Regions from separate parts of the Mus musculus genome. Here all the other regions are linked to region 5. The links are chromatin contacts, called in public HiCAR-type, HiChIP or PLAC-seq and promoter capture Hi-C maps. All regions are on one chromosome and are shown on one strand. Each heading gives the region's core, a stretch centred on a gene start, on an enhancer-like site or on the middle of the called end of the contact. The rest is flanking DNA. Distances are from core to core; before and after follow the strand shown. Region 1 holds the start of Ifitm1 (interferon induced transmembrane protein 1). Region 2 holds the start of B4galnt4 (beta-1,4-N-acetyl-galactosaminyl transferase 4). Region 3 has its middle 21 kb from the start of Ifitm6. Region 4 holds the start of Ifitm3 (interferon induced transmembrane protein 3). Region 5 holds the start of Mtg1 (mitochondrial ribosome-associated GTPase 1). Region 6 holds the start of Sigirr (single immunoglobulin and toll-interleukin 1 receptor (TIR) domain). Region 7 holds the start of Ptdss2 (phosphatidylserine synthase 2).

Evidence for each region. Promoter capture Hi-C pulls out the DNA fragments that hold promoters and counts their contacts. HiCAR-type assays count read pairs that join an accessible place to other places. HiChIP or PLAC-seq counts read pairs in DNA pulled down with a chosen protein or histone mark.
Region 1: a promoter capture Hi-C map of embryonic stem cells shows a contact between it and region 5, with 3 times the contacts expected there. The contact joins the promoter of Ifitm1 here to the promoter of Mtg1 in region 5. A contact is called at or near these places in 2 of 39 promoter capture datasets (cranial neural crest and embryonic stem cells), 1 of 484 Hi-C or Micro-C datasets (bone marrow-derived macrophages), 3 of 115 datasets of contacts at active chromatin or transcription factors (embryonic stem cells, pancreatic cancer cells and stem cell-derived neural progenitor cells) and 1 of 9 other capture datasets (macrophages).
Region 2: a contact with region 5 is called in an H3K4me3 HiChIP or PLAC-seq map of forebrain, with 6 times the contacts expected there. The contact joins the promoter of B4galnt4 here to the promoter of Mtg1 in region 5. A contact is called at or near these places in 2 of 39 promoter capture datasets (hippocampal neurons and second pharyngeal arch cranial neural crest), 3 of 484 Hi-C or Micro-C datasets (LSK cells, cerebellum and embryonic stem cells), 9 of 115 datasets of contacts at active chromatin or transcription factors (SST interneurons, embryonic forebrain, embryonic hindbrain and 6 more) and 2 of 9 other capture datasets (liver and pancreatic islet).
Region 3: a contact with region 5 is called in an RNA polymerase II HiChIP or PLAC-seq map of embryonic stem cells, with 8 read pairs. The contact joins the enhancer-like site here to the promoter of Mtg1 in region 5. A contact is called at or near these places in 3 of 39 promoter capture datasets (cranial neural crest, embryonic stem cells and frontonasal cranial neural crest), 1 of 15 datasets of contacts at CTCF or cohesin (the NIH/3T3 cell line), 4 of 484 Hi-C or Micro-C datasets (LSK cells, cerebellum, embryonic stem cells and 1 more), 10 of 115 datasets of contacts at active chromatin or transcription factors (T-cell acute lymphoblastic leukemia, acute myeloid leukemia, astrocytes and 7 more) and 1 of 9 other capture datasets (liver).
Region 4: an RNA polymerase II HiChIP or PLAC-seq map of embryonic stem cells shows a contact between it and region 5, with 9 times the contacts expected there. The contact joins the promoter of Ifitm3 here to the promoter of Mtg1 in region 5. A contact is called at or near these places in 8 of 39 promoter capture datasets (cranial neural crest, embryonic stem cells, liver and 3 more) and 5 of 115 datasets of contacts at active chromatin or transcription factors (astrocytes, embryonic stem cells, extraembryonic endoderm stem cells and 1 more).
Region 6: an H3K27ac HiChIP or PLAC-seq map of embryonic stem cells shows a contact between it and region 5, with 6 times the contacts expected there. The contact joins the promoter of Sigirr here to the promoter of Mtg1 in region 5. A contact is called at or near these places in 1 of 39 promoter capture datasets (cranial neural crest), 2 of 484 Hi-C or Micro-C datasets (B cells and muscle stem cells), 4 of 115 datasets of contacts at active chromatin or transcription factors (embryonic stem cells, memory CD8 T cells and pancreatic cancer cells) and 2 of 9 other capture datasets (liver and pancreatic islet).
Region 7: a HiCAR-type map of astrocytes shows a contact between it and region 5, with 5 times the contacts expected there. The contact joins the promoter of Ptdss2 here to the promoter of Mtg1 in region 5. A contact is called at or near these places in 4 of 39 promoter capture datasets (the HPC-7 cell line, cranial neural crest, embryonic stem cells and 1 more), 2 of 484 Hi-C or Micro-C datasets (B cells and embryonic stem cells) and 6 of 115 datasets of contacts at active chromatin or transcription factors (the SCID.adh cell line, astrocytes, embryonic stem cells and 2 more).

The regions. Positions count from the first base shown.
Region 1 is chr7:140,966,208-140,969,774 of GRCm38.p6, forward strand. Ifitm1 (interferon induced transmembrane protein 1) reads left to right here and starts at 1,869. Exons shown (of 2, transcript NM_001112715.1): 1 at 1,869-2,231; 2 at 3,282-3,567. The coding sequence starts at 2,049. The coding sequence ends at 3,419.
Region 2 is chr7:141,059,171-141,062,800 of GRCm38.p6, forward strand. It overlaps B4galnt4 (beta-1,4-N-acetyl-galactosaminyl transferase 4), which reads left to right and starts at 1,808. Exons shown (of 20, transcript NM_177897.4): 1 at 1,808-2,254. The coding sequence starts at 2,104. It overlaps Gm39114 (a long non-coding RNA gene), which reads right to left and starts at 1,869. Exons shown (of 2, transcript XR_881000.2): 1 at 1,628-1,869.
Region 3 is chr7:141,036,332-141,039,540 of GRCm38.p6, forward strand. No RefSeq gene overlaps it. Among named protein-coding and RNA genes, the nearest start is that of Ifitm6, 21 kb to the left of the region's middle. Within about 2 kb of position 1,925, at least 29 of the 459 cell types and tissues checked have an H3K27ac peak or open chromatin away from gene starts, as enhancers often do. A contact at or near this core is called in embryonic stem cells and extraembryonic endoderm stem cells, where this site is marked.
Region 4 is chr7:141,009,195-141,012,495 of GRCm38.p6, forward strand. It overlaps Ifitm3 (interferon induced transmembrane protein 3), which reads right to left and starts at 1,550. Exons shown (of 2, transcript NM_025378.2): 1 at 1,203-1,550; 2 at 396-695. The coding sequence starts at 1,451. The coding sequence ends at 531.
Region 5 is chr7:140,135,283-140,138,994 of GRCm38.p6, forward strand. It overlaps Mtg1 (mitochondrial ribosome-associated GTPase 1), which reads left to right and starts at 2,282. Exons shown (of 11, transcript NM_199301.2): 1 at 2,282-2,491; 2 at 3,037-3,101. The coding sequence starts at 2,383.
Region 6 is chr7:141,099,074-141,102,772 of GRCm38.p6, forward strand. It overlaps Sigirr (single immunoglobulin and toll-interleukin 1 receptor (TIR) domain), which reads right to left and starts at 1,473. Exons shown (of 10, transcript NM_001355055.1): 1 at 1,406-1,473. It overlaps Ano9 (anoctamin 9), which reads right to left. Exons shown (of 24, transcript NM_178381.3): 21 at 3,352-3,453; 22 at 3,185-3,278; 23 at 2,946-3,058; 24 at 2,146-2,854. The coding sequence ends at 2,827.
Region 7 is chr7:141,129,394-141,132,965 of GRCm38.p6, forward strand. Ptdss2 (phosphatidylserine synthase 2) reads left to right here and starts at 1,893. Exons shown (of 12, transcript NM_013782.4): 1 at 1,893-2,124. The coding sequence starts at 2,009.

The DNA of each region.
Region 1 (3,567 bases), core at 619-3,118, 830 kb after region 5:
TCTCTAAAAACCTAAATAAATAAATAAATAAATAAATAAACTTTTTTATCTAGATTCTAATCTGGTAAATACCTTTATCCCTGTGCCTTTGGCTCCTCATTCTTGATACACAATCAAACCCAAACAAAGGTGATGATGGCATTGCCTGGGGGGGTGGGACTGGAGGGGTGTCAATCAGTCAAGACAACTCCTGGAGAGTTCTGCCAGCTGCTTTGCCTCCTGCTGCCTCTCCCTTCTCTGGCCTGGCCTGGCCACTCTGCTGTCCTCCATAGCACGATTCGTTACCCAAAGGCTTTCAGTGGCTTCTTCTAGACATCTGCTGTTCTCCTTTGCAGCTTTTATGTAGGTATGACTTCCCAGAAGGTGATATTAAATTTTACTCTGGTCATCTCTGTCCTCTGAAATGCCAACTGTGAGTGAAATTAAGCGCTAATGGCTTGGAAAAGTTTAAGCCAGATGGCTGCAAACCCCAGGAGCTTCAGATCTAGAAGTAGACAAAGCAAATTCCCTGACAAGGTTTTGGGTTTGTTGTTGTTTTGTTGTTTTAAAGATTTACTTATTATATGTAAGTACACTGTAGCTGTCTTCAGACACACCAGAAGAGGGCATCAGATCTCATTACAGATGTTTGTAAGCCACCATGTGGTTGCTGGGATTTGAACTCAGGGCCTTCGGAAGAGCAGTCAGTGCTCTTACCCTCTGAGCCATCTCGCCAGCCCCCCAGGCGAGGTTTTTATTAGGGGCTTTTTCTACAGAAGAAAAAGGGAAGAGGCGGGGAGTTTTGGGAGGATGAAGGAGAGGCACAGCTCTGAGGCTTCCTGGTTTTTAAGTACGTTAAGGGGGCAAAGGGATGGCATGGAGCACACAGTGAGGACTTCAGACCATGGGTCAGTCTTGATAATGCCAGTATATTCATATGCTGTGATGGCTAATGTTGCTTAGCAACTTGACTTCATCTAAAATCAACTGTAACACAAGCATCTGGGCACACCTGGGCACACCTGAGAGAGTAGGGCGCTTTTTTGTTTTTGCTTTGCTTTGCTTTTTTGTTTTTCCTGGTTGGATTATTTGAGGTCAGAAAAGCCACCCTAAATGTGGGCCACACCTTCTGGTGGCACCCCACATAAAAGGTCATGGAAGAAGGATGGTTTTGCCTGCTTACCCTCTTGCTGCTCAGTTTCTCTCTCCTGTTCCAGAGATATTAGAACCTACTTCCTCAGGGTCCCAACGGACCTCTGTAGAATCTCCCTGGGACTCTAGCACCACATTGACACAGCTGACTTTAGTCTTGTGGACAACGCCTGGATCCTAGGCCTTTCCATCAGGAGACAGTCATTTTAGGGCTCCTCGACCACACCTGTAAGTTATTCTAATAAATCCCCTTCTTAGGACACACAGCAGTTCGGGGGGGTCAGGATTTGGGGTAGAGTTATCTCTGGGGAATTTCTGTTTTATAGACCTTTGTTTTTCTCTCAGCTTCAGCTTCTAGAATGAGTCTCTTACTAAGGCAAAAGCAAATAAACTAAAAATGTAGAATCCTGAGCTCTCGGCCCTGTCTGTACAGAGGGTGGATGTTAGAGTCTATGACAAGTTGTGTGCTCCTGTTCTCAGTCACAACAAAGGGAGCTAAAGAATGTGCAAAACATCATCCCTCCTCAAAGCAAACTCGGAGCGACCGCGTTGTTCCCTTCTGCTTACTGTAACCTATGCACTGGGGAACACTGCAGTCACCTCTCCTTCCCAGTGGAGGGGGTGAGCTGCCTCACAGCTTCAAACCCCAGCCTCTGGGGATTAGGACAGCTTGAAAAGGGGTGGGAGTGGCTCTCCCTGCCCACACCCTAATGGTAACTTGAAACCACTATTTGCCCTTAACTCCGCAGCCCCTAAAAAGCACACCAAATTGTAAACATAAGGAAGTAGGTTTCTGAGAAACAGACCCCACTGGAGGAAAAAGGCCGGCCCACTGCGCAGCAGGCTCCGGACTGCCCAGTTTGAAAAGCCTTCTCATTCCTTCCTTATTCTCACTCTGCAGCTTCAAAAGCCGAGAGATGCCTAAGGAGCAGCAAGAGGTGGTTGTACTGGGGTCACCCCACATCTCAACTTCTGCGACAGCCACCACAATCAACATGCCTGAGATCTCCACGCCTGACCATGTGGTCTGGTCCCTGTTCAATACACTCTTCATGAACTTCTGCTGCCTGGGCTTCGTAGCCTATGCCTACTCCGTGAAGGTATTGTATGGGCCTCAACCTTGACTTACCCAGGTGGTACCTGGGTTGTGTGTGTGTGTGTGTATGTGTATGTTTGTGTGTATGTGTGGAGGGAATCCCAGGAGGTGCCTGGGGATCCGTGGGTCAAGGTATCTCCATCATAGCCTAAAGTTTGAAGGAAGTCTCCTTACTTCCTGATTCTTGGAATGCCCCCCCCTTTTAAAAAAGATTTATTTATTTATTATAAGTACACTGTAACTGTCTTCAGACACACCAGAAGAAGGCATCAGATCTCATAGATAGTTGTGAGCCACCATGTGGTTGCTGAGATTTGAACTTGAAAGAAAGAAAGCTAAATTCAAGACTTCAAAGCCCTAGCCAGAAAGTTTATTCAAGGTCCTTGACTCTTGCGGCTTGCTAGTTAGGAGGGCTTTTTGGGCTTAGAGCAAAGAACAAAGGCTGTAAAGTCATCCTAGGTACCAACTAGCCATTGAGACAAGAAAGGCACGCAAGGACAATCTCCAGGACAAGCTCTGATGAGTAATGGGCCACCTGCTGATATGGTTTGGGCTTAGCCAGATGTCCTGCCGACCAAGATAAACACCCTCCCTTTAGAGTTACTATCACATACAGCTCTCTGATGTTTAAATTGCCCATTTGTGTGTAACTGTGCCAATCCTCCCCCTACCCCCACTCCTTTCCTATATAAACCCCTAACTTTAGAGCCTCGAGACCGACATCCCTTATCTCCTGTGTGAGAGGACCTCTTGGAAGAGCAGTCAGTGCTCTTAACCGCTGAACCCTCTCTCCAGCCCCCTGGAAGGTTCCTTAACCCTGAAGATTAACACTCCTGGCTGGATGGAAAGTTCACTAGGAACTAACAGGAAACAGTAGAGTAAGAGGCTAGTGCTGGGTGTTTCTGGGTAGTCGTGAGTGTGGTAAAGTGGAAGAAGGTCCCTGGCCTAAAGATTAAGAGGAGCACAGTGGGCTAGGAAGGTGATGGGGAGCTGAGTCAGTACTTGTCTTTCCATTGGCCAGCTCCAGTGCCACTGACCATCTGGTCTCTTCCAGTCTAGGGACAGGAAGATGGTGGGTGATACGACTGGGGCCCAGGCCTTCGCCTCCACCGCCAAGTGCCTGAACATCAGCTCCCTGTTCTTCACCATCCTCACGGCCATCGTCGTCATCGTTGTCTGTGCCATTAGATGATGTGAGATGTCTTGCAACATCTCACAGTAGATAACAGATTCTGGGGCCTCCCAGGCTTGCTATGTGTTTCCTTGTCTATCGCTGCCCCAAACCCTAGACTTAGTCCTGACCATTTGCCCCATACATATGCAAATGTGACACTCACAAA
Region 2 (3,630 bases), core at 558-3,057, 920 kb after region 5:
GGGAACCGCTGTCTAGCTGATCACGGTTTGCTGACTCCTCAGTTGTTCTGCCTTACCCTACTTGCTTTACCGACTCTAGATGAAGAGAGGAGAGTCTTGGGCTTGGGTCGCCTACAGGGCCCTGAACTCTTCCCTGCTAGTGCACTTCTCTGCCCAAACGCTTTGCTTGCTTCCCAACATTTGCTTTCTTAAACAAAACAAAACAAAACAAAACAAAACAAAACAAAACAAAAAATGCTATTTGTCGGGCAGTGGTGGCTCATGCCTTTAATCCCAGCACTTGGGAGGCAGAGGCAGGTGGATTTCTGAGTTCAAGGCCAGCCTGGTCTACAGAGTGAGTTCCAGGACCGCCAGGGCTACACAGAGAAACCCTGCCTCAAAAACCAAAACCAAACCAAAACAAAACAAAACAAAAACAAATCAGAACAACAACAAACATTATTTGTTTTCTGCCTCTGTCCAGTAAACATAAGACAGCAGAGACCCTCTCTTTTCTTCTTCTTGTTCTTCTCTATTGCTCCCTCAAGTCTTCCTGTTGTAAAGATGTCTTTTAGCTGGATGACTAGGAAGATGAAAAAGTAGCTACAACAAGCTGGTGTGTGCTGAGACAATGTTCAGGATATAAACAAGTGCAGGCATCAGAAACAAAGTCAGGACAGGAAACCAGCTGATGAGAACAGCAGCTGATGCCTGGAAGAAAGTTAAAACAAAACAAAACAAAACAAAAAAACCCGACAGAAACAATTAAAAAGTTTTTTTTTTAAAGAAAGAAATGTGGCCAATTTGATTTTATGTCCCAAGGATACATAGTGATGGTGGGGTAATGTTAAAAACAAAGGCAAGCCAGGTGTGGTGACACATGCCTTGAATCCCAGCACTCAGGAGGCAGAGGCAAGCAGCGGTCTAAGAGCTCCAGGCCAACTAAGGCTACACAGTGAGACACTGTCTCAAAACAACACAAACTAAACAAAACCAGCAAAGCCACCTTGCAAACAGCACAGTGGTGCATGTGGTATGGGAAGGCTCCCTTGCCTACTGAGCTGGAGGCCACCCCTTAGAACAGACACTGGAAGTTGCCCAGTCATCTCCACTGGGGCACACCCACCCAGGGTGCGAAGGTCTCTAAGAGATTCCATCTCCTTCCAATGGCTTCTTTCTACTTAAGGCCATGGCATCACGGAGGAAGGGAGACTATTTAAATGTCCAGTCCCCATTCCTAACCCACGAGCTCTGCAGGCTCACAGCAGCTTCTGCTACACCAACTGAAGTACCCTGGTCATTAGGCTGGAACCTCAAAGAGAAGCGGCTGGTGGTAAGGTGGGAGAGAGGTGGTAGTCAGGAGGGCTGGGATGCACCAGCTAGAAAGCGAATGGAGTGCACAACTGAAGCTATCTGGATAGAACCACCCTCCACCCACCTGTCCTTCCTTACAGCTAGCCGAGAACATCCCAGCCTCGTTTTAGTCCGACTGAGAGGAAGGCTGAGCTCCTTCTCTGCGTGCTCATTATTCCCAGCGTTTTCCCAGACACGCAGCCGGATTCCCGCAGCACCCCTCGTCCCTGCCATGGCCTCCACAGTAACAACGACCTCTTACATCCCTCTCCCCGACGTCCCTGGTGTCCCTCACCGCAGATTCGGTCCCCACAACCCCCGCATCCCCGGGCGCGCGGCCGGCGAACACCAGGTGAATGCGCGCGTCGTGTGGATCATTGGCACACCCTAACGCGCCACCCCGCCTCCGAGCATCACGGATTGGTTGTACGCGGGCTGGCCGCGGCCGATTGGCTCGGGCACCGCGACCATCGGTCCCGTTTCACGCTGGGTAGCACCGCAGCGTGGATGCTGCTCGGTCCCGCGGCGTCCAGAGGAGCGTGAGCAGCCGGGAGGGGCGGGCGGGGGAGCGCCTCAAGGAGCCGCTCCCGCCGCCCACCCCGACCGCGGCCTGAGCAGCCCGGGAGTAGTGGCCGAATCCCGTAGTCCCCGCAGCGGACAAAGGACCATGCGGTGCTGCAGGCGCTAAGCGCAGCAGGGTGGGCCGGGGGATGTGGGGCGGGGCAGGCGGGGCCGGGGGGCCGCAGCGACGCCCCTGATTGTGGCGCCGCGATGCCGTGGTTCCCGGTGAAGAAGGTCCGCAAGCAGATGAAGCTGCTGCTGCTGTTGCTGCTGCTCACCTGCGCCGCGTGGCTCACGTATGTGCACCGGAGCCTGGTGCGCCCGGGCCGCGCGCTACGCCAGCGGCTGGGCTACGGGCGAGGTACGCGATGGCGCGTAGCGAGAGGGCCCGGACCTCCCAAGGCCTGGGGGTCTGACTGCCCAGAGCCCCTGCTGTCCTGCTCCTCCCAGCTCAGCTATATTGGGGGAGGGGTCGCGGTTCTGTTCGGCGGGACGCCCAGTGACGTCAGCAGTAACGCCAGGGACCCTCGGGGCTCATCCCTACCTTTTCCGACCCTGGAATCTGGCTTAGATCCGGTGGTGATGGAGTTAACGGTGGGCCCTTGGGGGAACCGGTGCCCTCAGCTAAGAGGCTTGTCAGGCCATTGCCTACTTAGCAGGGCCTCGGTTTCCTCATCTTCTGGAAGGTGGGGAGGTAAGGGTGGTGTTGAGGGATCCAGCTGCCTAGAGTGGCCAGAGCAGCTGGAAACCCTGGGTACACCTGTGAGTGAACTGAGATGTCTGTGTGCTAGGGACCAATGCTAACTTGAGTAAATGCTTGCTGTAGTTTGCACGTTTAAGAGTGGTCAGAGGATGTACAAAGCAACTTAGGCCTGTGGGTAAGAATCCGGGGAGAACCTCTGGAGTTGGTGGCCATTGGACCCACACCTTGGGGGAAAACTCTCCAGAGCAGGGTGAACATCAATGACAGCTAGGTAGAGAAAGACCAGGGAATGAGCCTGGAGAAGCCTAACCAAGCCACGTAGAGCTCAGCCCCATCTTTGTGAGGGAAGCTGGTGAGCTGAGGAGGGGAGCAAGTATCTCTCCTCTCAAAGTCTCAGAGCAGTGACACTGGCTCACTATGTTCTGGTCCAGTCCACCTGATGGATCCAGAACTCCCTTTTCAGCCCTGCACCTGTCTCCTGCCTGCAGAGGCCCTCTGCCTCTTCTTATGCCTGGACAACTGTTTCCAGACATCTTCCAGCAGATCCTGGGCCAAGGATCTGAGACAGATCCCAGCCCTCAAGAAAGTCTATGGGTCATCCCAAACCATGTACCTTATTAGCTGTGACGTCTTCAAGATATCCTGCCACAGCTCTATCCCGAAGAGATAAGTCTGGACTCAGAGCTGACCCAGTACCCAATAAAGCCAGCTCCCACCAGCTGCCCTTGTGGGTTCAGCTGACTTCCTGAGCAATTTGTTTCTGTCTGAGACCAACCAGGAAGGAATGAAGACAGGGAACCCCACTGTTGAAGATTGATCACGAGGGCAGCTGGCTCTGACTCCTCCTAGGTGGGTAGGATCTATTCTGGATCCTGGAAGATCAGTCCTGCCCAATGGCACTGCTAGAAGCAGCCTGGGCGGCACAGATGGGGCCCCAGCCACACACTCTCTTCTCTGGGCTGAAGGCCATCTCCTGTCTGGCCACCTGGGACCCACCAGGCACCACAAGGCATGTGAGAAATTGGGTAGCTGCA
Region 3 (3,209 bases), core at 675-3,174, 900 kb after region 5:
TCAATCTCGCAAGAGGGGAGAACTGTTCCCCAGGGTTAGAGGAACTCCTCACCTTCCCCACTCCAATGGGGTTCATGTCTCAAAGAGGAGGTATAGAGTCAGCAAGGAGGGAGACTGACATGATCTGAGAGTAAATCAGGATAGCTTATGTGTTTATTTAGAAAAAAAAAAACACACATTTTAAACTATCTATTTACATAGTAGCTTAATCACAGGTAATGTTGAAAGTAAACTTAATAATTCCAAGAAATATATGATCTTTCCACAAACTGTTTTTAACCCATTTTAGTGCTAATTTTCAACATCCATAATGAAAGAGTTCATCAACTTTATTACAGTATTTTTCTTAGACACAAAAGCAGTAAGTCCAGCAAGCACCTAAGCCCCTATTGTTCTCTAAGGTCCAGCAACTCCACCAGGTGCCCCTTTGACATTTCCTCTTGCACACTCTCAGTCTTTGCGGTCAGCCTATGTGGTCAGGAGGTGCCAGGCATGGAGTCTTGAGAAATAAACCCATAAGAGCAATTTTCAGTCCTCAGGGGGCCTGAGGCAGCCTTTGCACCAGGTAGCATGATAAGCATCGAGCTGTTTCCTAGTTGTGTTCCTTTGTGCCTCAGTCTTACAATATGGGCATGCTCTCCTCCTGAGCTCTGCAAAGGGAAGGTCCTGATCTCTTACTCTTTTTCCATTGTGCCACACCATCCTGACTCCTTCAGTGCCTGCTCCTGCATATGGCAGAGGGGATCAAGCCAGTCTAACTTCTCAGGATCTGCTTCTCATGGGGCAGACCAGACCTCGCCATTCATGCTGTAAGTCATGTGCCCAGGGAATCAATCATGGGCACTGCCCTATACTTACTAACTGTACTCCTGCCCTCAGCTGCCAAGGCCTCGGGCTCTGGGTCTGGGCCCATTGTTTTCCTCTCCCATTGTGTGCTTTCATCCTTGGGACCAGGTGTATCCAGGAGTTTCTGGCACCATCTTTCAGTTAGTCAATCTTTAACTTCTCTCTTCTGGGTGCAAACAGAGGGGCACAATAGGGGTTCCGAGTCATCACTCTGTGTGGCTCCACTGTGGCGGAGACTTCTTCCCAACAATGATTTGGTTTAGAGAGACTGCCGTTGTACACACTTACATTTTCTACCACAGCTCACACAAAATACCCCAAAGGAGAAAAGCGCAAGGAAACTCCCATAATGCATAGTGAGAATCGTCAAAGATGAAAGTCGAGGATGGTGGAGAACTGTGGTCTGTGATGTCCATGTGCTGGACCTTTGTCAAGTAGCAGTGGCCTCTGTGAGACCCATGCCACCTACCTCACAAACCAAGTGTGAATTTCTTGCATTAGGAGATCTCTTTAACTTCTTCCATATATGGATCCCCAACTTCTCCCTCACTGCACAGCCTCTTTACGAAGCCACTAAGGGAGCCCTGGAAGAGCCACTCTTGTCTCCCAAACCCTTCTTTGTTCCATAAACCTACTTAAGTCCGGTTTTTCACCTGCCTCTTCCATATCTACACAAGCCCTTCTGTCTTTACATACTAACCAAGGACAAACCTTTACTATACTCTGCCAATGGCAGGGGGCGGGGCGGGGGACGACGACACACAAATTGCTCTACAGCCTATATGTAGCAGCCAAACTTCTACACATGGTGACCGAAGGCTGGCCACCTTGCCTCTGGAACTTTGACTGCAACTGTACCACTTACCACTGAGACAAAGAAAATCTGGCTTCACGGCCCCGTCCTCGTTCTCAGTACAGACTTACTCAAAGCTCTCATCAGTCACCATGCTTTCTAAGGCATCCCTATCTAGGGTACGACTTCTCCATGCTTACTTATTAAATCCCAACCTTGTGCATTGTAACCTCCCCGCCTCAGCCTGAAACCTGGCTGCTCAGGTTTCACTGTTATCGGGAAGAGAGCATGTGGTGGAGCCTGCCGCCCTATCATTCTGCCACTCCCACTGCTGCTGCCTGCTGCCTAGCTGTTCCGGAGCCAAACACGTGGTCACCTGCAACTGGACTCGTAGGATGATTTGGCAGGAATGGGCCCCTTCCCCTTCTTCATAACCCAGTGTCTGGAATAGTAAAATCGAACCTTGATCAGACGGTTGTCTTGGTTCCATCTATCTCGCGCCGCCTAGCCCCCTCTTCTCTTCCAGATTCCAAGATGCCTTCCAGACTAGAACCCAGACACGTGGGCCGCTGGCCGGCCGCAACAGTACATGAACAGTGCATCATCCCTCATCCCCACAACACTCCTCCCTACGAACTCTACATCCTCAAATCTCCTTCAACATTGCTCATATCTTAGATTATCCCCTGCAAAAGGCCCCAGACTGGTAACTCCCTAGAACAAGCTCCTTACAGAGTATGATATGCTGTACTTCAAAGGGACCCACCCTCCCCCCTCCCCCCCTCCCCCCCTCCCCCCCCCACCCGCAAGCCTACAGACCAGAAGCCACATCCTCATACCCACACAACTTCCCAATAGCAGAACGAATTGTTCTTACGTGGGTTCTTGAAAGCACACTTGTTTCCAACCTTACAGCCAACATATACACTGACTCCCAATATATCTATAATATATAATACATTCTCTCCAATATCTTAATCTTGAAAGAAAGGAGTTTCCTAACCAGGAAGGGAACTTACCACAACCGAGAATCTCCTGAGAAACAAGACTCTGAGCACAAGGCTGTTCAGGTTCTGTGAAAGTCAATGAAGGGGTTAGCTAAACTGGTTGATGTTGGAACGACCCACTGTCAGCAGTACTCTTCCCTGAGCTAGAGATTCTGGACTGTCTAGAACCAAGAATGTGAGCTGGGCACTGGCTTGCTTACATTTGTTATTCTCTTCTACTGACTGTGGACATAATGTGACCAGATTGTTTCAAGCTCTGGGTGCCTTGACTTCCCCATTGTGAAGGACTGTAGCCTGGGACTGTGAACCAAGATGAACCCTTTTGTCCTTGAGTTGTTTCTGTCGGGATATTTTATCACAGACAAAATTTAGCGCTGGGTAGTAACTTTTTCTTCGCCATATGTCTTACTTAGGGTACTACTACAACGAAGAAACACCATGACCACAGCAATTCTTATAAACAAAGACATTTAACTGTGGCTGGTTCACAGCTCAGGGGTTTGGTCCATTATCACCTTGGCAGGAAGCATGGTGGCTTGCAGGCAGACATGGTGCTAGAGAGG
Region 4 (3,301 bases), core at 300-2,799, 870 kb after region 5:
GAACTGCATCGCTGCTGTGGGACCAGTAGGGGACACCAGGCCCCCACCACAGCACCCAGCAAATCCTGGACAGGATCAGCCCAGGGTTCCCCCGGGAAGCAGGCATGGAACTTTTGACACCATCTTGTCTGGTTCAGAGTATTCGTCCAGAAGAATACGGACCCAGACCTGGTCCTCCACTTCTGAACTGGACTGGGTGCCCTGGAAATGTGGGGCCAGGGCCAGTTGAAGCTTGAGTTCTCCCTGCCTGAAGCAGCCAAATACCATCCAGGACTTTGGCCAGCAAATGTCCACAACAGCAGGCCAGAGACTACTGCCAAATTGAGGATAACCTACATGTCCACCTCAGAGCAAGGAAGATAGAGGGGTGGGAGGAATAAAAGCAGTCATAGGATGGTGGTTATCAAGTGCACTTTATTGAATCCACTGTGGATAGATAAATGAGTGTTACACCTGCGTGTAGGGAGGGGCAAGGAGGGACGCAGCTGCGGAGGGTGAAGCACTTCAGGACCGGAAGTCGGAATCCTCTATTAAGTGTGAAGGTTTTGAGCGTTAAGAACAATGATGATGACACTAACAATGGTGATAACAACCATCAGGATGCTGAGGACCAAGGTGCTGATGTTCAGGCACTTAGCAGTGGAGGCGTAGGCCTGGGCTCCAGTCACATCACCCACCATCTTCCGATCCCTAGACTGGAGCAGAACAGATAGACACGGTCAGTGGCCCTGGAGCTGATAGGCAGATGCTCTGACAGTTTTCCTGACGTACTCCCTGTGGACTGCATCTCCCCATCTTAGGTCAGGAACATTTTACATCCTCTGATCATCCAGGAGGCCCTAGCACTTGTTGTTCACCCCACTGTAGGCTATTGTTCCCCATGAATCTCCTGAACATTTTCCACACAGGCTAGAATCCCAGTCTGTTGAGTGAAGGTGCTATAGGCATCTCTGCATTGGAAGAGTCTGACTCCAGAATCCCCAGGCAGCCTCACCCTGTGTCTGCCCCCAGAGAGCCTTTAAGCCTACACGTGTACACACACACACACACACACACACACACACACACCACAGAAGAATGAACACAAACTTATTTTAAACAAAGGACCCCACACTCATACCTCGGTGCCATCTGGGTAGATGGAGCTTCAGGTTCACACACACCTTTTTACACCATCACTCCCCCCATTCTAGCACACTCACCTTCACGGAGTAGGCATAGGCTATGAAGCCCAGGCAGCAGAAGTTCATGAAGAGTGTATTGAACAGGGACCAGACCACATGGTCAGGCACCGACACCTCTCTGGGCATGTTGATCACAGTAGTTCTGACAGAAGCCGATCCGTGCGGTGCCCCCATCTCAGCCACCTCATATTCTTCCTTGATTCTTTCGTAGTTTGGGGGCTGTCCTCCACTGGCAGCGGTGATGAAGGCTTGAGAAGTGTGGTTCATGGTGCGGAGCAAAGGCAGCACTGAAGGGCAAAGGATGGAGCGCGCTGCGGGTCTGCCCTTTCTGCGGCAGTTTCGGTTTCTCAGAAGTTTCCTTTTCCTGAATTTTGGCTTGATGAAACTGCTCTGGGTTCAGAGGGGCGGGGATCTAAAAAGCCTGCGGATCAAATTACTCCAGGGCAGGATGTCAGGAAGGATTGTGAATCAGGGGAACTTCCAGGCCAGGAGCCCAAGTCAGGACTTGTCCCAAGGCCCAAACCTCAGTGTTTAAGAGTGAGGGGTCCTGGAGTCAACCAAGCTCACGCTCACAGCTGCAGAACCTCACTGTTCCTTATCAAGGTCCCAGCCAGGCCCCAAAGAACCCTCTATTCTTTATTCAGCAATAAAGAGTGCCCAGAGAGCCTCTCACTATGAACGCCAGTTCTCCTGGCTTCATAGACAGGTGGGATGAACGGTACTTCTTGTGTTTTAAAGAGGAGAGAGAAGGAATATCTTCGGTGGCTATGCAGTCATATGTTGGGGGAGGGGGGGCCTCTGCAGGCCCACGCTGAAGCGTCCCTTCCCTTTGAGGGACCAGCCACACGGTGGTATCGCATAGAACAGAGTTTATTCTCTATTCATGGGGAGGGGGTTGAGAGGGTAGTAGAGACAGAGAAAGGCAGAGAGAGAGAGAGAGAACAGAGAAGTAGAGGCTGGCCATGAGCACTCGGAGGGAGTGGGGAATGAGGAGGGGGAAGCAGGTGCAGGAAGGTTAGAGAGTAAGGGGGGGAGCAGCCCCTTTTAGTGTGAGTCAGGCACACCCAGCTGTTGCCAGATAACTGTGGGGCAGAGCCTAGACAAAATGCTAACACGCCTCTGTGTCTCTCTCCTTGCAGAGCCCTAGTGCCCTAAGTGTGATCAACCACTGGACTTTGGTATTAGAACTAAATGATCTTCGGTCACTTGGCTCTGACCTCATGGTCCTGGGCTGGCCTGTTGGTGCTACAGCCACTCTTTTTCCCTCCTGCCCTAACAAAATTTATTAGTGCTAGTGGCATGGTCACCGAGAGGACCTTCGTCCTACCAGAGACGCTTTCTCAAACGCTTGGTGGGGTGAGGGCTGTGACCAGGAAAGCTACTCCTGATCATACTGAAGGACTCAGTGATAACAGGGACATCTGGCCTGGCTTCTCTTGTTAGGACTTGCATCCACTTTCTATCTTGGTGGCACTGGAAGGACCAGGCTACTACAGAGATCTCCTTCAAGGTGCCCTGCAGCACCCACCCTTCCTAGTGCCCTGAGTCTTGGGAGCTGGGGCTGCTCTAGTTTCTAGGTTCCACTCATTTCATTATCTTTCTTGAGTTCTTCACAGAGACATCAGCACCTCCTACAGACTCCCTTCTTTGCAGTCCTATTAGCTGGTGCTGGTTTAGTCAACATCTCTGAAAAAGTCTGCCTCTGGGAAGCTAGGTAGAGTGGTTTCCATGGGCGTACCTACCTCACAGAGGCCTCCTTCCAGGCCTCAGTCAGGCCTCAGGCCTCAGGGGTAGGGCTTTGGACTGGCCACAGGGACTCTGATTGGAGCCTGAAAGTGGTGGTTTCTGTTGGTTTCTGGTGTTATTTCTTTCTGTTCTGCGGATACCTCTCCAAGGCCTACTTCACACTGCTCTTCACACATCCTTCTGTTGCCTCTCAGCGGAGTGGGAGATAAAATAATATGAATGACACACACACACACACACACACACCCAGCCCTTAAGTGATAGCAAGCGTTATCCTGTGGTCACAACACACTCTGGTTTCAGGAATGATGGATCTTGGTATAACTTTTTTGTTGTTGTTGTTGTTGTTTTTGATTTTTCGAGACAGGGTT
Region 5 (3,712 bases), core at 1,032-3,531:
CCATCCTTGCACAGCATGGTACTGTCACTAGCCCCAGGTTTGGCATGGCTGAGGGCAAGCCCTCCTGCTTGTATTTGTTATGTTTACACTTTTGAAACAGCTCTAGGCTTGCTTCTGTCCAGTCCAGTCCAGCTCTCTGCTTGGCTACTCATCCTTCAGGTCTTTAAGGCTTGCCCTAGCCCCCATCCCAGCAGTTTGTCATGAAGCATGTTATATCATAAGGACACTTCCTGCTTTAATGTCACCAGGCTGCCCTTGCAACACCATGGAAGAAAGCCAGTACTCTAACAGGTTTTTACTGTAGTCTACAGCTTGAGGACTGAGAAAGCACAGATCTTTCAAGGGCAAAAGTCTTTGTTGTTGACACTCAGGGACACATTTCAGTTTTCAGAGGAGTGACTTTGCGGGACGGGGGACAGGCTTGCCAGGAGGATCTGAGCTGCTAGGGATGGGTTGGGGCTCTTCCATGATGGAGACTGCCTTGACAGACCTAGGACTTTAAACTTACAATCTGGGCACATCCCCTCACTGGACTCCCCCATTTTCCTTTTGAGACAACATCTCACTCTGACCCAGGCTGGCTTTGAAATTTCTATTCTGCCTCAGTCTCACAAGGGCTGGGCTTATAGTATGTGCCTGTCTGGAGGCCTGGGGGTGATAGTAGTACTGGGTATCAAACCCAAGGCTTCCTGCATTCAAGGCAACCATTATAACATTGAGTTACATGTCAACCCCTTTTATTTGAGATAGTGTCTCTCTTAGGGTAGTTTCTAATGCCTGGCTTCCCCTGGCCTCTATCATCCTTAGCTGGTATCACAGGCCTGTTCTACCAGGAGCAGCTGGATTTGCATTTAGTCTTACAACTATGAAGCCCACTTCACTCTCATTGTATTAATGGGAATGTAGTCGGTATTTATAACAGTTACATTAAAATGTCACACTTGAAAATGGAGGCATTACAGGTGTGTGTGTGTGTGTGTGTGTGTGTGTGTGTGTGTAACACTTGAAAGTTCTAAGGCAGGCCCGGGAACTGATAGGGGACAACTCAATTTCCTTACATTGATTTATATGAGTATACGAGGGAGAAAGACGACTTTTTTTAGACTGCCTCATGAAGCTCAGGCTGACCCTGAGTTCCTGACCCTCTTGCCTCAAATCTCTCATATGCTAGGATTACTGGTGTGTGCTGTCACACCTGCCTGAGTTTTGGTAGCGTAGGCTACAAAGTGAGATATTGTCTCAAAAGGAAGAAAAATGTGCCTAGATTTTAAGTTTAAATTTCTAGGCCAATTTCCCACCATGGAGAAGCCACATCTTCATTGCCAGCAGCCCAATTTCTTCTGGCTTCCCTATGAAACCCTAGAATCTTGGGCATGCTAGGCCAGGCCAGCTTGTTATCCTCCATGCTATATATCCTCAAACCTGAAAGATTTGGAATATAGTGAAAAATCTCCAGATTGGGACTGGAGAGATGGCTTGGAGGTTAAGAATGATTGCTGCTATTGCACAGGACTGAAGTTCAATTCTCAGCACCCAGTCAAACAACTCAAAAGCCCCTGTAATTCCAGGTCCAGAGGATCCACTGGCTTCTGGGCGTATCCGCTAACACATGGCATACACAGACACTTCAAATAAAAATATAAAGGGCCCCCAATGGAGGAGCTAGAGAAAGCACCCAAGGAACTAAAGGGAACTGCAACCCTATAGGTGGAACAACAATATGAACTAACTAGTACCCCGGAGCTCTTGTCTCTAGCTGCATATGTATCAAAAGATGGCCCAGTAGGCCATCACTGGAAAGAGAGGCCCATTAGACTTGCAAACTTTATATGCCCCAGTACAGGGGAACGCCAGGGCAAAAAAAGGGGAGTGGGAAGGTGGGTATGGGGAACTTTTGGGATAGCATTGGAAATGTAAATGAGGAAAATACCTATTAAAAATGAGAAAAAATATAAATAAATGAAATTGAGTCTTTTTGTTGTTGTTTTTCTCTGTCTTACCATGTAGCACTGGCTCTGGAATCCACCAGGCTGGTCTCAAGCACACTGAGAGCCACTTACTGGCCTCTGCCTCTGGTGCTGGGGATAAAAAGTGTGCGCAACCACAACATAAGAGCAAATATAATATTTTATATATATATATCGTCTTTCCAAAAGAAAAAAAAGGAGACTATCTTCAAATCCCTGAAAAGAACCTCACATAAGCTCAGGAATCCTGAGAATGGAGCACTACCGGGCCAACCCCGTGCCCCTGCTTATCCCAGAGTGCTCGAGTCAGGCGCATGCGCAGTCGCGCACGGAACCCAGGCGCGCCGGAACCCTGTGAGCAGATCCAGGCCCTGGCGGAGGCGGTCCGACTGCGAACTCTTCCGACACCAGTGACATGAGGCTGTGGCCGCAGGCATGGGGTGCCGTCCGGGGCGCTTGGCGCGAGTGCTTCCCTCTGCAAGGTCACGATGTAGCACGCTGGTTCCCCGGCCACATGGCCAAGGGTGAGGCCAGCATGGGCTGCAGGCGGCACGGGCGCCGGTCCTGGCGGTTCCTTGGTTCGCCTTCCTGGCATCGGGTTGGAGAGCTGTTTTGTGCTTGATACTTTTGAGACGCACTGAGTGGTCCCTTTAAGTCACATGCAAGCTGATGTCTGAGTTTATAGGTCACAACTTGGCCCCAGGCAGCTGTAGACGTAGTGCGGTCCTAGGCTGCTGTTTGCTGTGGTCTTGGCTGCCGCAGCCATGCGAGATTATAGTGTGTGGCAGAAAAGGCGCCGGGAGTGTGAGTGGACAGGTGGCAGTTGCGGTGCGGAGCCTCAGTGTTTCTGTGCAGTGAGGGTATTAAGTCCGCACAGTATCAGGAACTTCCTGATTAAGACCATCTTGTGTGAAATGTACCTTCCAGAACCATCGGGGCACCGTGGAACGTGGCTCAGAATGCTGCCTCCTTTAACCCTGTGTGCACTGATGGTTCTCAGATGTATTCCCCTAGGAGAACTTAAACTTGCCCCCTTTGGCTGTTTCCTTAGTGCCCCTCTATTTTCTAGGACTAAAGAAGATGCAGAGCAGTCTGAAGTCGGTGGATTGTGTTATCGAGGTTCATGACGCCAGGATATCCTTTTACGCTGTAGAGGGGAGCACCTCTGCTCGACTGTAAAGGCAGCAGCAGGATGCTTTCCTGGTTCCTCTCCATCTCCTTCAGACAGTTTAGTCTGCTCTGCCTCTGGTCCATCATTATGTCTACAGCTGCGACAGCTTCTTTTGTAATTACTGGGACATAAAGCAGTGTTTTCCAATTCTCATTACACATTAGAGTTCCCGGGAGGCTTTTACATCAATAGCTAGGGCCCTTTTAGATCAGAATCTCCCTCGTGGGGTCTAGGCTGGTGTTTTTATTTTTAGGCTCCCATCTGATATCTCTCCCCCCCCCCCCCCCCCAGACAGGGTTTCTCTTTATAGCCCTGGCTGTCCTGGAACTCACTCTGTAGACCAGGCTGACCTTGAACTCAGAAATCCGCCTGCCTCTGCCTCCCAAGTGCTGGGATTAAAGGCGTGTGCCACTACGCCCGGCCCATCTGATATCTTATTTGTCTCAGCCTCTTGTTTACTTTGATATTTTTAGGGGTAAATTATGAAACCGGAGATGAAATGATCCTACTAACCTGTCCTTTCCTCTTGTCCTTAATTGAAGAATTGGCAAGTTACAATCATGTCTACTGGCAG
Region 6 (3,699 bases), core at 223-2,722, 960 kb after region 5:
TAACAATGAATTTGTATCAAAATCAAATTTTGTAGCAAAATTGCAGTTATGAAGCAGCAATGAAAATAATCTTATGAAGCCTGGCTGTGGTGGCCCAAGCCTTTAATCCCAGCACTTGGGAGGCAGAGGCAGGCGGATTTCTGAGTTCAAGGCCAGCCTGGTCTACAAAGTGAGTTCCAGGACAGCCAGGGATACACAGAGAAATCCTGTCTCGAACCCCCCCCCCAAAAAAAAGAAAAAAAAATAACCTTATGGTTGGGGGTCACCACAACATGGGGAATTGTATTAAAGATTAAAGAGTTGCAGCTTCATAACAGTAGCAAAATTAGTTATGAAGTAGCAACAAAAATAACTTTATGGTTGGGAGTCACCACAACAAGAACTGTATTAAAGGAAGGTTGAGAACCACTGTTCTATCCCATACCCCAGCCTCAGGCCACTCTTGCATAAAAACTCAGATGGCCTCAGATATTTGCCTCTGCAGTCTTTTGAAGGCACTCCAGGGCCTCAGAATTTAAATCCCAGCCTAGACCCTCGGATCACTCAGCATTGCCTCCGTATTTTGAGGTTCCTGGAAGGCCCAGGTCCTGGAGGCACAGTCCTTGAGCTATAGGGGCATCCTGTGCTATCAGATGAGTGAGTGTTCTGGAGCTTCGGAGCTCGAAGCCCCAGGCCCGCTCCCCACTTGTGGATCCGGTTTTTTGCTGCTCAGCATCTCGACACCTGGGTGCTGCTCAGCGCTACTCTTGCGCCGCCCCTGTTTCTGGTGTGTGTTGGATCCCCACATATCTTTCTTTAAAGAAAGGAGTGTGCATAAAAGGCCTCGAGGAGACCAATTCCCCGAGTTCATCCAGCTCCTACTTCTTGCCCTTGGTCTTCTGCGGGTGGCGCACGACCTGTTTCCCGGAACTCAACAGGTGAGGCAAGCCGACCTATCAGGCACGCGTGCAGAAGATGGGGACGCGCACGGAGAGCGGAAGCGCGCCGACAGCTAGTCTGGGCGCGCACCGAACGCTGGCGCTCACAGGAGGCGAAGGCTCTGCTAGGGTCCCCGCGAGCCCGGGTCCCTGCCAGCCTCTCACTCTGCTCAGGTGTCCTAGACTTGCTTAGGTTTGAGATACGTTTGTTGGGAGCGAAGGCGAGGTATTACGACCCCTCGCCCGCCTCTACAGGCTTGCACTTAAATCAAGAGGAAGCTATTGACCATGTTGGGCAGAATGAAAAGAGCAAGGCCAGAGAAGGGGACTGGACGCAGTGCTCTCGAGCTTCCGGGCTGAGCGGGAAACCCGTCTGGTTCAGAGCTACTTCCTGCGGGACCATGGCCCCAAGGCTCCTCGGAGCAAAGTGCTCCCAGGTCCTCAACCCTAAAACTGGAGCGGCTCCAGGAACCAGGACCTCTACTCACCTCCGCGTGTCTGAGTCACGACTGCCACCCACCTGAGACTCGCGCGGAAGCTGACAGTTTACCTGTCCGAGGTGCGCAGCGGCGACAGACCCAGCGGCAGGTGCAGCCCCGCCCCGCAGGCAGGGCTAGGGCGGACCTAGTGTCCCGCTTTAAGCCTGAGGCTAGTGCTGGTGAGTGTAGGAAGTTCCGTCCCGGGATCTTCAAACTTCCCGGCTTAGGGGCAGGGTTTGGTTTGACCAAAGGAGCCCAACCAGCGCAACCCGCAAAGGGCCACCCTGCTGACTGTCATGGTGTTTTGCCTCTCCAGCCCAAACTCTTCCTTTTCCTCCAGAAAGTCTTTCTTGATTCACATCCCACTCATAACTGACCCCGTGTCTTCTCTTGCCACTCAAAACCCCAGATATTTGGAAGAACCTTCTTCCATAAGGTGCCCCGCGCTTAGACAAAGAGGCAAAGCCGGGCGGTGGTGACGCATGCCTTTAATCCCAGCACTCGGGAGGCAGAGGCAGGCGGATTTCTGAGTTCGAGGCCAGCCTGGTCTACAAAGTGAATTCCAGGACAGCCAGGGCTATAGAGAGAAACCCTGTCTTGAAAAACCAACCAACCAACCAAACAAAAACCAAAGACAATGAGGCAAACCAAAGAAGAGCCAGGTGGCCCCAGGCTGCCATAATTCATCCCATCTCAATCTAGCCCAGGGAAGAAATAATCTCTAGAAACTGGATCTACATCATGAGGCTCAGAAATCAATACACACAGGTTTATTTTGCTTGTAAAAAGTTTTGCCGCTGTACGGATCCAGGTTAACTGGGAGGGAGGGGATCCAGAAGTTACTCTCTAGGCTTCCCACAAAGCAGGAGGCCACAGAGCAGGATCTGAGGCCCAGAAGCCAGGAGGTCCATGGCTTCCCACAAAGCAGGAGGCCACAGAGCAGGATCTGAGGCCCAGAAGCCAGGAGGTCCATGGCATTTAGGCTAATTTTACTGCATGGGGGTTTTATGAGCAACCTGCAGTTCTATAGGTACTAGGGTCATTCAAGAGTCTCAAGTCAGGTCTGTACCAATCTGAACCGTAGGAAAGTTGAAGCAAACCCCACAGGCACATCTGTGCCGTTCATAAATACCCTAAATATACATGGATTTCAATGATCCCTACATATACAAGTCTCCCGTGGTTAACATATACACATGGGCTTCGTAGGATGCCCATATACACCTACATATAGTCTAGGCCCTCCTTTGATCTTCATGTATTAACATATATGTAGACCATCCAGGATCCTACATATACATGGGCCATTTTACAGCCTCCCTCAACACATACATACACATTGTTATGGATAGGGGCAAGCTGTAGAGGTGGGGACTTATTCCTAGTCCAGGCTCCTGGAAAGTGGCATTTCTCCACCTGCCCCAGGTCGTCTATACATCCGTGCTCCTGGAACTGAAGCTGCAGGAAGGATAGGGTTGGTATGGGTCGGAGGCCAGGCCTGTCCCCAGGCAGAGACCTGCTCCAGCCAGGTGAGCCTCTACATCCCTACCGCATTCTATGGCGAATTCTGTCATACTTCTCCTGCAGAACCTCATTCTTCACTTTCTGGGGCACATCAGGCACAAACCACGCAGCAATGAGTTTGATGCACAGGGCAAAATGCTGCAGGCAATAGGGAGCGTGGCCCAGCAAGGTCAGTGGCTAGGAAGAATCTTTAGGATTTGGGGGCTAGGAAAGAGGAATAAGAGGAATAAGCCCTCTCCTCAGGCTCACTCACAATTTACCCACCTCAAAGAGGATAACAAAGGTCAGTCGGATGGCCAAAATGAACCAGAACTGCTCAGACAAGTTGTAGTCATGCTCATTTCGGTAGTCCCGGTACCTGGAGTAGGGAAATACCCAGGTCAGGAATCAGGAGTTTAGAGGCCGTTTATGGGGGATGAAAGGTTCCAAACCTGCACACGGTCACGTTTTCTTGGCCTTCCATCCTGCTGTGGTCATTGAAGTGTTTGGTGTAGAAGACAGACAAGCTATGGTTGACATAGTTCGTGAGGCAGCTAAAGAAAGAAAAGTGTGGTGTTTGCTTGGCCTGAGGCCCTTACTGAGAAGTCTTCTGCACCTAGAGGGTCTTTGGGGGCAAGCCACCATGGAAGGCCTCCTCCATTCTCCTTCATCAGAAAAGTCCCACTATCTAAGCACAAGGCTACCCCTGGGAGAGTGAAGGGAGGCTGTGGGGTTTTGGGGATGCTATCAACAGTCTGCCCTAGCAGACTGGAAGAATACTTCTAGGGTTGACCTAAAGA
Region 7 (3,572 bases), core at 643-3,142, 990 kb after region 5:
CTAGATGTGCTTTAGTATGTAAAATATGCACTTCAGCCCTTGTCCCTGGGTCTAAAACCCTGCACAGGTCACCTAGAAAGACCCTCTGCAGATCTAAGGGGGCCTTCAGGAGCCCCTCTGAAGCCCTTTTTTGAAGTCCCTTTGAAGGCTGGGTGGTTGTTTGTTTGAGACAGGATCTCACTATATATCCCAGGCTGACTTGAACTTGCTATGTAGATTAAACTAACCTTCCAAACTCACTGAGATCTGCCTGCCCCTGGGACCTGGAATGAAAGGTCTGGACTACTGGTGCCATCCATACCCAGCAACACAGGCTGAGAGCTCCAAGGATCTCTGGGGGGATGGGGGGTCTTACTCCTCTAATTTATGGTTTGTCAGTTTGAACAATGACAGGGAGGCTGACAAACCCACGACTTTTGGGCAAACATGTCCTGATCTGGCCTTGAGCTTGTCTGGACTGGTGACCCTCCTGGTGGAGAAAAGGTTCACCAAGGCCTTTCTTTTAAGCTGCTAGACTTTTATTTCAGGTAAGGAGGGTGAAGAAGAAACCAAGAGTCTGCCATCTTATTGTTTATTTGTTTGTTTGTTTCAAGATAGAGTTTTTCTTTGTAGCCTTTGTTTTCTAGGATCTCATTATGTAGACCAGGCTGCCCCAAACTCACAAAGATCTTCCTGCCTCTGCCTCCTGAGTACTGGGATTAAAGGTGTGGGCCACCGCTACCCGGCTGAATTTTGTCATCTTCAATATCCAATAGGCTCTCTCTTCTCTGTCTGCCTATCAGGGAATCTATCTAACTCCTAATCTCACGTGAAGGATAACCACAGACTCCCTGATATATATACCTCCACCTCAAAGTGCTGGGATTGCAGGCTGGTGGCACCACAAGCCAACACATCTGAGAAAACTGAAGAAGGACCCACACTCTCAGACAAGAAGCCCATTCCCTACCTCTGGCAAAATGTAAGTACTCTCAGCAACTAACCATACCAGTTTCAACTATCCAACTTGACTGGTCCTGCTAATTTAGTCATTAATTTTTATTTACGTTAAAGTTTGAGACAGAGTCTAGCCTTGGCTGATCTAGAGCTCACAGTGTGTAGACTTGGATGGCTTCAAACACATATAGATCTTCCTGCCTCTGATACCTGAGTGCTAGGATTAAAGGACTATGCCATCATGTCTGGCAATAATTTATCTAATTTATCTATCTATCTACATCTATTTATTAGTGTATAAGTGTTTTGGTTGAGTGTATGCATCTATACACCAACTGTATACAGTGCCCTAGATACTAGAAGAGGGCATTGGAGCCACTGCTGCTATGTGAGAGTGGAAACTGAACTCCATCCTCTAGAAGGTCAGGCAGTGATCTTAACTGCTAAGCCATTTCTCTATCACTATTTCATCTTATTTATTTATTCATTCATTCATTCATTTTCGAGACGGTTTCGCTGTGTAGTTCTGGCTGTCCTTGAACTCACTCTGTAGACCAGGCTGGCCTTGAACTCAGAGACCCGCCTGCCTCTGCCTCCCAAGTGCTGGGATTAAAGGCATGGGCCACCAGTGCCCGGCGCCTCCTTTTTTTTTTAATTCAAGGTTTGAATAACTCAGGCTGTCCTTGGATTCGTTCAATCCTCCTGCCTCAGCTTCCGGAGTTTAGTTTGCTTGGCAGGGCTGTCTACCACAACAGTTTAGGTTGAGTCTCTTTTGCGTCCCTATCCCCAGAGATTATATGTCTTCGGAACTTTATCAACACCAGCCAGTGCCAGCCGGCTTGTACAGTCTCTGTCAGGCGGAGCACGCGGCCGGTCTCCTAGCAACCGGACCGCGTCCCTCCCACCGGGCAGTTTAGGGCTTTCCAGCGCCCAGCATGCCCTGCGGCCCGGCGCGCACTACGCGTCCCACAATGCCTCACGGCCCCGCCCCACTCCCGCGGAGACCCCGCCGGGCAGCACTGCGACCCCAGCCCACCGCCTGCAGCCTACTGGGCTGCGCAGGCCGGGCGCCATGCGGAGGGGCGAGCGCAGAGTCGCCGGAGGCTCGGGATCTGAGTCTCCGCTGCTCAAGGGCCGCCGCAGCACCGAGTCTGAAGTCTACGACGATGGCACTAACACCTTCTTTTGGTGAGGGTCTCCCCGCGTCGGGGCAGGAGTTTGGGACAGACAGTTTAGATTGGAATCGGGAACCGTCAGGGCCTGGATCAGCCAGGGGAGCGCCTCACTCCCTCCGGCCCTCGTGGAACCCCCCGTGGTCGTCTCCGTATGAGATGTCGAGTGTTTTTTCGGATCGGAGGAGCCCCGGGATGAGCTCTGGAAGGCCTGGCCACTACATATTAGTGACTTTTCAGGTTTCCCTTTCTGGGGGATAGCTGTTGTTCCCCTGCTCTTCACCCGTAACGTTGCCCTGAACTGGCCTGGTGGGCATGGCATATCTGTATGGTAGATTTTCCTCACAGCTACCCTTTTCAGTGACCCTTGCTTGCACAACTCAACCTCTGACAAGTTTTGGGGTCAGGTTGCCCCGTCTGCCTTTCGTGGAGTTGAGTGCGTAGGAATTGCAGGTGTTTTGCTTCTTTGAAGGACCATGCCACCGCCCTGGCTGACCAGGTGTAATCCCATGACCTTGGGCTAACCCTTCACCTTTCCTTGTTTGTGAGAAGGAGCACGCTTCATGAGAGGAATGGCTTTGCTTTTATTTCAGGCAGCCAAGTTTCTACCCACCTATGCGACACTGGAGTCCCAGGGTGGGCCCTACAGGCAAGTGACACCCAAGTGCACAGAAACAAATGTGTTCCCACTGGAGGGGATGTTAAGTGGAAGTTGCTCTGAGAGAACAGAGCTGTGGCAGTGTCCAGAACACATTTGATCAGAGAGAATCCTGGTCTGGAAGTGTTAAGATAATTCAGGAGAAGGTGCCATCACACAGATAGGGTCCTCCAAGGGACTCTTGTGTATGTCAGCTTGTATCTCTGGCTTGCAAGTGGGAGTGGTAACTGAGGCACTGGTGAGATACAGTTGAAATAGCAGGAAAGTGGGTTGGGTGTGGGAGATAGCTTTGCATCTGGACCTTATACTATTAGCACCTTCCCTGGGTTATGGACAGCTTCTGCAGTGAGAGCCAACCAGAGCTGCTTTTCAATATGATTCCGTCTAATGACTGTGAAAACATTAGAGGGAAAAGAAGCAATCCCAGCACTTGGAAGGCAGAGGCAGGTGGGTCTCTGTGAGTTTGAAGCGAGCCTGGTTTACATAGTGAGTTTCCAGTACAGCCAGACCCTGGAGGGAGCGAGAGAGGGAGAGAGAGAGAGAGCGCGCTTGGAAGCGAGCATGGGGCAGTTGAAGTTGTGGGTATGGTGCCAGAGCTAGTGCCGATGGCCTTCTTTGACCTTTGAGGTCCTTTGGACATTAAAATGGCCTATAAGTCGGGCTGTTGCAACCCCATAAACTAATCTGAAGACTGATCCCATACCCCATTCTTCTTGACTGGACATAATGGCCTCTAACCCCATAACTGACCCCACACCATCTCAGTCATATCCTGGATGACAGGACAAAGAGGAATGATGCTTACA